2 separate regions of the Zea mays genome follow, and region 2 is linked to region 1. A link is a contact called in public Hi-C data. All regions are on one chromosome and are shown on one strand. The core of a region is the stretch at or near the end of the contact, and the rest is flanking DNA. Distances in the headings are between cores, read along the strand shown. Region 1 holds the start of LOC103651302 (ABC transporter B family member 5). Region 2 holds the start of LOC103651303 (phosphoethanolamine N-methyltransferase 1-like).

What was found. A called contact is a pair of places that touch in the nucleus more often than the background predicts.
Region 2: a Hi-C map of leaf shows a contact between it and region 1, with 5 times the contacts expected there. The contact joins the promoter of LOC103651303 here to the promoter of LOC103651302 in region 1. A contact is called at or near these places in 4 of 25 Hi-C or Micro-C datasets (bundle sheath, ear, leaf and 1 more).

Annotation. Positions count from the first base shown.
Region 1 is chr3:211,353,596-211,357,544 of Zm-B73-REFERENCE-NAM-5.0, reverse strand. It overlaps LOC103651302 (ABC transporter B family member 5), which reads left to right and starts at 1,944. Exons shown (of 13, transcript XM_020550507.2): 1 at 1,944-2,594. The coding sequence starts at 2,292.
Region 2 is chr3:211,674,027-211,678,057 of Zm-B73-REFERENCE-NAM-5.0, reverse strand. LOC103651303 (phosphoethanolamine N-methyltransferase 1-like) reads left to right here and starts at 1,714. Exons shown (of 12, transcript NM_001320968.2): 1 at 1,714-1,938; 2 at 2,083-2,219; 3 at 2,385-2,522; 4 at 2,596-2,733; 5 at 2,899-3,042; 6 at 3,185-3,295; 7 at 3,381-3,522; 8 at 3,610-3,890. The coding sequence starts at 1,911.

The sequences.
Region 1 (3,949 bases), core at 695-3,194:
GGACCGTCCGGCCTTAGGGCCGGACCGTCCGCCTGCTCAATTTGGGGTTCAACAGGTTGAAAGAGATTCGTCCTACGCGGACTTCTCAACGAGGAGTAGGTTCTTCGGAACCGAACCTTGGGAAACAAATCCCTCATGTTCATCACGTTAATCTTTGTTTTGCGATTTGCTTCTTCCCTTTCTCCTCTCTAGTTTTCTTGCTTGTGATCGATTTGAGTTGGCTCCCAAAGCTATCCGCAATTGATTGAGCAACTCTTAGCAAGAAGAACTACTCTTCCACATTCCGATTTCATTTATACATGTTTTAATGCTAACCTCGGGTGAAGTTTTGAGTTCAAGTTTATAAATTTCATGTTTCTCTTATTCACCCCCTCTAGGCGACTTTCACATAATTCACGATCTGTTGATCTCTGGCTTTGTTCTCAATCTTCATACTTTGGAAGTTTGGATTGCCCACCTTGATCTCTTTTATGTCATTGCCCATATGAGAGAGTTTGGCTGATGGTTCCTTGGTGTCACCGGTTAGGAAGCCAAACATCTTTGTGTTGCGGATATCAACTTTAACATATTACATATGTATGCCATAACATATGGTTAGACTTCGATAGCTTCTTAGAGACGGGTAGGCTGAGGAGAGAATTCATGGAGGTAGATGAAGTCTGACGGTGAACTCACCATGGCTCTGATTACCATATAAAAGTACCGAGACACTTAGAGTGTGTTTGGTTGAGGAGTAGAAAAGAATGGAGCGGCTCAATTCTCATTTTCTAGATGTTTGGTTTCCAACAATAGAAGAACAGAATGGCTCATAGGATCTACATATAAAAATTTACCATAAATAGTTGGAATGTTCCTGCTCCACCAAAACGACTGGATGCGAGCGCTCATGTTCAACTCATATGACTCTCCAACCAAACAAAAAATTGAGCGACTCCACTCTATTATACTGTTCAACCAAACAAAAAAATGGAGCGGCTCTGTTCTGCTTGCCAAACGCAGAAAAGAACGGATCCTTTGTAAAAAAACTGGAACAGAGCCGGTCCATTCTAGTTAACTCTCCAACCAAACGCACCCTTAGAAAAATCACTGGTAGCCCAAACTTTGATCTACTTATGTTGTGTATTTATTTGTTGAATGAGCGAGGAACAACCGCTCGCGTGCGTTGGCGTACACATATTGTATGTTTGGTTGTCCACACCATCTCATCTTAGATCACCACATGCGTTGATTTTACTTGGGATTATGTTTGGTTGCTTGTATGTAGAGTCACAACCTGCATGAGTGGGCAAAATAAGTCATTTTGATGCTATTAACCTGCATCCGCTTATACGCTCAAAATTATCGTATCTGGCTGATCAGGACGACGTCAACCTGGACGCGCAGCTAGCCATCCAATCAGACTGATATAGAAGCCGATTGTTTTAGATAAATACAGTACAAATTTAAACTAGATTCTAGTCTATCTTAGAACCAAAACATCTATTGGTTACAACTTTTATCCAATGCAATATCTCTTAACTTATCTCCGACGATGCTGTTGTCGGCAATGTAGTAGCTAGCACTACGGCATCATCAGGCACTACCACCCAGCCTGTATAGTAGTAGCACGAAATCATGGAGGCTAACAATGGCAATCGGTGTCATCTTGCACAAAAATGATGATGCAAATCGGTATAAGCATGACGCGCTACAAGTGAAATAATGGCGGACGGGAGAATTCAACCGCATCCATACGTCGTGGCTCTCCGCCGGATCCTCGCCGACGACAGATACATATGCATGTTACCACCACCAACCGCCGGATCCACGGAGTCGATGAATCGATGACGAATGCATACTTTACCTTACCTACCAACCTTAGCTTCCTAGGAATTGAACTCGATCTCGTGTGACCTTGTGGGCGCTAGCCAGGCTTATATTAGCTCTTGCGTTGCGATGGCGATGGCGATGGAGCGAGCAGATCGAGCTTGCACACCCATATCCGAGCCCTTGCCGGCCTAGACGGCTAGACCAACCATCAATCGCGACCGCGCGTGTTGCCCATGCTGGATAAACATCGGAATCATCAGAGTAGGACTCGACATGACCACCGCACAAGCTAAGGTGTGTATGGTCGACCAAACGAGTGAACCAAAGGACCTCATATGAGCCGGCTTCGATATTTGACAACAAAAGGCCTGCCATATATATAGAGAGTATAGGTACAAAGAGCTGCCACAGGCGAGAGAGCAAGCAAGCACCAGTAGTGCAAACAAACAGCTAGGATCCAGCCATAGAGAGAGAAGGGATTCATGGCTGGGGGAGCGAGACACGGTAGCGAGGACGATGCCGAGACGACGACGACGAACGAGGGACGCCGCAGCAGCGACCACGCAGCCGGGGCCACGACCAACTATTCGGAGCACAAGCAGCTGGTGCCGTTCCTTGACATGCTCAAGTATGCCGACCGCACGGACGCCGCGCTTATGGCGGTCGGCACGGTGGCCGCGGTGGCCAACGGCATGACGGAGCCGCTCATGACCGTCGTCTTCGCGGCCGTCATCGAGTGCTTCGGCGCCGGAGACGACGCCACCATCCTCCACCGGGTCAGCAAGGTACGTTAATCAGTTTGTGCTTGCTCCTGCGTAAGTGCGTATAGTGTGCCCACTGCCCACATGGCCACACACACACTAGTACTATACGTACATACGTCTGTTCCATGCACGCGCGCGGCGGACCAGCTAGTGACTAGCGGCGCGGCCGCGGTGGTTACCGACGACCTACCCGCGACGGCTCACGGCGGCGTTTCGGATTGATGCTGTTTGTTTCGGGCTTATAGATTAAATCTATACTACTATATTAAGACTGTAAGGGGTAGTCTGTCTTCCCTTGTTCTGTCTTTTGTTAATCTGGACAGTCCGTCTTACGGCTGCTACCCGGACCGTCCATCCTATGGCCCCTACCCGCCCGCGTGCGTCGCCCCAGATCCCCCTTAGTCATCTCCCCCTCCGCGCGAGCCACAGCCGGCTCCTCATCGCTTGCTCTCGCTATTGCTTCGTGGGTGAGCGAGGGGCTGTCGTGCGTGTAGGTGAAGGCTTGCGGGCACTCGCGCTTGAAGAACTCCGAAACTTGGAGGTGCGTCAACCACCAAAAATTAATATTAGTGTTACAGTAATATTTTGTCATATAAATTTTGTATATCATAATAATATTTATCGGTTCATATCTATGTTTCATACCGTTTTTTCACTCTCGTGACATTTTTTTAGTGTAAGAAAAGGTAACGCTAAGTAATTTTTTTCTAAAGTTGTTATAAGTAGTAAGTCTTTTATCAAAAATAATCTTAAATAAGTATCTTTTGAGCAGATTATAGAATTATGATAATCCAATGTCTAGATTATATAATCCAATCTAATAATTTTCTATATTTATTTCTTATCTAGATTATTTAAGCTGAATTATATAATTTAAGTAGACTATAATCTAAAACAAACAGGAGTACTACCAGACAACGAAATCTATTCTGAACTCTGTAATAAACAACGACGTTTCGACAACTACGTACCAAGCACTGATGCACTACGGTCTACGGGGGCAGCAGGGGCACGCGTGACGGCGTGATTGTGGATGAAATACTGAGCTCGATCCAGTGCGATCTCTCTTTCTCTTTCTCTTTCTCCTTTAGCCTTTGTATATACAATCCAGACATGCTAATAATTCTTCCGGTGAAGTAAGCCTTACGCTGACGGCTCGTTTCCGTTTGGGAATGCCTTTTCTACCATCTTTGAGCGGACATCCTCGATAGCGCTCCTTCCACTGAGCTGATAAGTACCACGACATATTCTGAAGACGAAAGCAGCGGGGCGAGTGATAAACATACTCTACTCCCTCCATTCTAAAGTATAAAGCATATATTCTGTCCTTTCTAGATAATGTATATTTATGTCTAAATATATAAAAAAACTATGCA
Region 2 (4,031 bases), core at 465-2,964, 320 kb before region 1:
TGAAAATTTATGGAGGCATACCATATGTTCATATATAATCCTCCAAAATATTTGGACCATAAAATCCAAAATATGATGCTATTTCTTTCATTTCAATTTCACTTGTTGTGTGAATTACACATGAAATCACTCTAAGTATCAAGTTCACTTTACCATTTTCATGTGGAGACTTGAGGTTATATTCTTATAAAATGTTTATTAGTTTTGGTAACTTATTTTCATTTTGATGATTTTATGCAAAATAAATTAATACACGCACATAGGCTAAAAATTCATGAATTTTACAAAAAAAAGTGACATATGTACACATATAATACAGAAAATGTTTATACTCAAGGAGTGGATACATGATTACAACATGATATGTGTGCAATGATGTCTTACACGATATCCGACAAAAAATTCGTTACCGACAATATCCGTGTCCGACTAGTTCCGTATTCGACACACAGCTATCCGTATTCGTATCCGAGAACATCCGTATTCGTATTCGTATCCGAAGCTATCCGTATTCGAATTCGAATCCGAATAAAAATATGAAAACAAATATGGTTTCAGTGATATCCGTCCGTATTCGATCCGATTACATCCCTACATGGGATGACACCAGGAGACCATGAGCATGATGGACTACGTTGGGGAAGGCTACAGAAGCGAGGGCAACGTTAGGGACGGGGCATGGGGGGTCGACACCAGTGAGGTGGCTCAGTGGCAGGGCATGCTCGGCGCGGGCGAGTCTCCACAAGCGCGTGGTCTAGCAGGGCAGTCTCAACAAGCGTGGGGTGCTTGTGCGGCGGCACATATGTGGTGGGTAGTGGTGCGGTTCGGCGTTGACTAGAGCGCGAAGACACAAAAAAACACGTGAGGAAGAAAGAACACATGAGGAAGAAAGATAAGTAGTTGTCCTATATACCTAATTTTCGACGGTCATACGCCAAAATTAAACCTTTAATTTTAGATGGCTTGCAGAAAGTCACCGAAAGTAAAATTTTTTTTCGGTGGCCACGTGTCAATTGCCGAAAATTAGATTATGTAAACGGTTTTAAAGGTGAGGGGGTGAAGTAAACCACTCTCTAAAGGTCAGAAGTCATGTAAACTTATTCTATAAAAATGGATCCAGCTTCTTTTCAACTTATACTTTTCTCGTCCTTTAGCTAAAATAAGATATAATATTTTTTTCTTATCGATTTAATATCTGATATGTTAACCATATGTTCCATATTAAATTTATTTTTTATTGGTAACAAATATGATTGTGTTGTTCCTATAAAAAGGGTTTAGCTCCTTTTGAACTCATACATTTTTTGGTCTTTTGGTTAAGATAACATATAATATTTGTTTTTATCAACTTGATATCTGATATATGAACTATATGTTCATTTAAATATTAAATTTATTTTTTTTGGAAAATAAATATGATTGTGTGCCGTCGCAACACATATGATTATACTAGTAATAGTCTATGGCACACTTTTACATGTAAATAGATAATGTATCATATATGGATATATTATAAACGCCATGCGAATACGGTGGCGGTTAAAGAAACTTTCCCGTGGAATCCGACATGGTCCGGCAATGATTGCAATAATGGAAATGGAAAAGGACGCCGGCGCAGCCGCGCAGTGCAGCATCCACTCACAGCGGGAGAGGGGACCGGTCATCACGGTTGATCGTGGCAAATATCAAAATCTCTCCCATTCCACTGCCCCTACCACAGTTCCACTGGCCTTCGCTTCGCCACGGTTCTCGCCTCCTCGCATTCTAAACATCGCCATGATTCGGTGGTTCTGAATGCATCTCCTGTAACCACCGGGCCCGGAGCTTCTCCCAAGCCCGCGTCGCCGTCGAGGGCTGTTAACCTGGCAACACTCTCACCAACCAACAAACAAACGCGCGGGGTCGCTGTAATGGCCGCCGCCGCCGCCGCTGTGAATGGTAAGCGATCGGTCCGTTGCACGCTCATTTAACGTTTGAATTGGTTTGAGATAACTGTCGAGCACATGGCGTGCAGGTTTTGTATGAGAATTGAGTCCTGGAGTTGACTGCGGGGACTGATGGTTTCTGGCTGTGTTGTTGCAGGGAGCCTAGACCGCCTAGACGTGCATGAGAGGAAGGCGCAGAAGAGCTACTGGGAGGAGCACTCTGGGGAGCTCAACCTCGAGGCCATTATGCTCGACTCCCGTGCCGCCGAACTCGACAAGGAGGAGCGCCCCGAGGTGATTTATCCCGCGACGATATTTTTCACTCGGCTTTTTTTAGTTTTAGTTCGTATGTTTGTGATTCATCAGCTTGAACATGACTACATGAGGACGTGCTAATGCTCGTGCGATCGTAGCCTTGTACGCTTCAAATTTTGATGTACCGGTGCTTCTTTTTTGTAGGTTCTGTCTTTACTTCCTTCATATGAAGGGAAATCTATACTGGAGCTGGGAGCTGGAATAGGTCGCTTTACTGGTGAACTGGCTAAAACATCTGGGCATGTTTTTGCAGTGGATTTCGTTGAAAGTGTGATTAAAAAGGTACTGAAATTTACACTCCCCCGTGATGTAAATATTTTCAGGGCTTCGTAGCTGAAATTTGATCGTTTTGTAGAATGGAAGTATAAATGATCACTATGGCAACACGTCCTTTATGTGTGCTGATGTTACATCCACGGACCTGATGATTGAAGCAAACTCCATTGATCTGATATTTTCAAACTGGTTGCTGATGTATCTTTCAGATGAGGAGGTAAGGATCAAACCGTACGTTAGAATCATAAACTGGTTCAAGGTCTATCGCTAAAGAAAAAACTTAACTGCAACTTTTCGTGTGGATAAGGTTACATTTATCATTTGACCTGAATTGGGATATGTTTGTCCCTTCCGATTTTTCTAACTGTCTCTCTTACTGTAGATTGACAAGTTGGTAGAAAGAATGGTAAAATGGTTGAAGGTCGGTGGTTATATCTTCTTTAGGGAATCTTGCTTCCATCAAACTGGAGATACAGAAAGGAAATTTAACCCAACACACTATCGAGAACCAAGGTTTTATACCAAGGTGAGAATGCACCCCCCCCCCCCCCCCCCCTATGATTTCAGTCAATTCAAATCTTTCTGTTCTTACCCACTCCACTCTTTAGTTTTCTTAGATTGAGTACCAGCTTTCTATGAATTTGCTGATAATGTCTTTTCCCATCTAGGTATTTAAAGAATGCCAAACCTTTAATCAGGATGGCACTTCCTTCAAACTTTCTTTGATTACATTCAAATGCATTGGAGCTTATGTAAACATCAAGAAAGATCAAAACCAGGTACTTCTCTGTCCTCACACCTACACATAGACTTGCGCTTTCATTCCTATGAAATAAGTGATTAACATGACTTCATTGTTTCCAGATATGTTGGCTATGGAAAAAAGTAAACTCATCAGAAGATGGGGGATTTCAAAGTTTTTTGGACAATGTGCAGTACAAAGCCACTGGAATACTACGCTATGAACGTATCTTTGGAGATGGCTACGTGAGTACTGGTGGAGCTGGTGAGAGGACACATCCCTTTTTGTCATTTTTTTGTGATATCGTATGTGCAGTGCCATTAAATGTTATTATTCATCACTATGCACCAGAGACTACAAAAGAATTTGTGGAGAAACTGAATCTTAAGCCTGGGCAGAAGGTGCTTGATGTTGGATGTGGAATTGGGGGAGGTGACTTTTATATGGCTGAGAAGTATGGTACACATGTTGTTGGTATTGACCTTTCCATTAACATGATTATGTTTGCCCTTGAGCGTTCCATTGGATGTAAGTGCTTAGTTGAGTTTGAAGTTGCTGATTGCACCACAAAGACATACCCAGACCACATGTTTGATGTCATCTACAGTCGTGACACTATCCTTCATATACAAGTATGCTTTATACATATAATGCATGTAGTCCTTTTCTTCCAAGATGATAGAGCTACATCTTGATCATATAGAATCATGGAAACTATCTTCAGTTATAGATGTACTTATTAGAAACTTGTTTATGTCATACCTTTAGTTGAC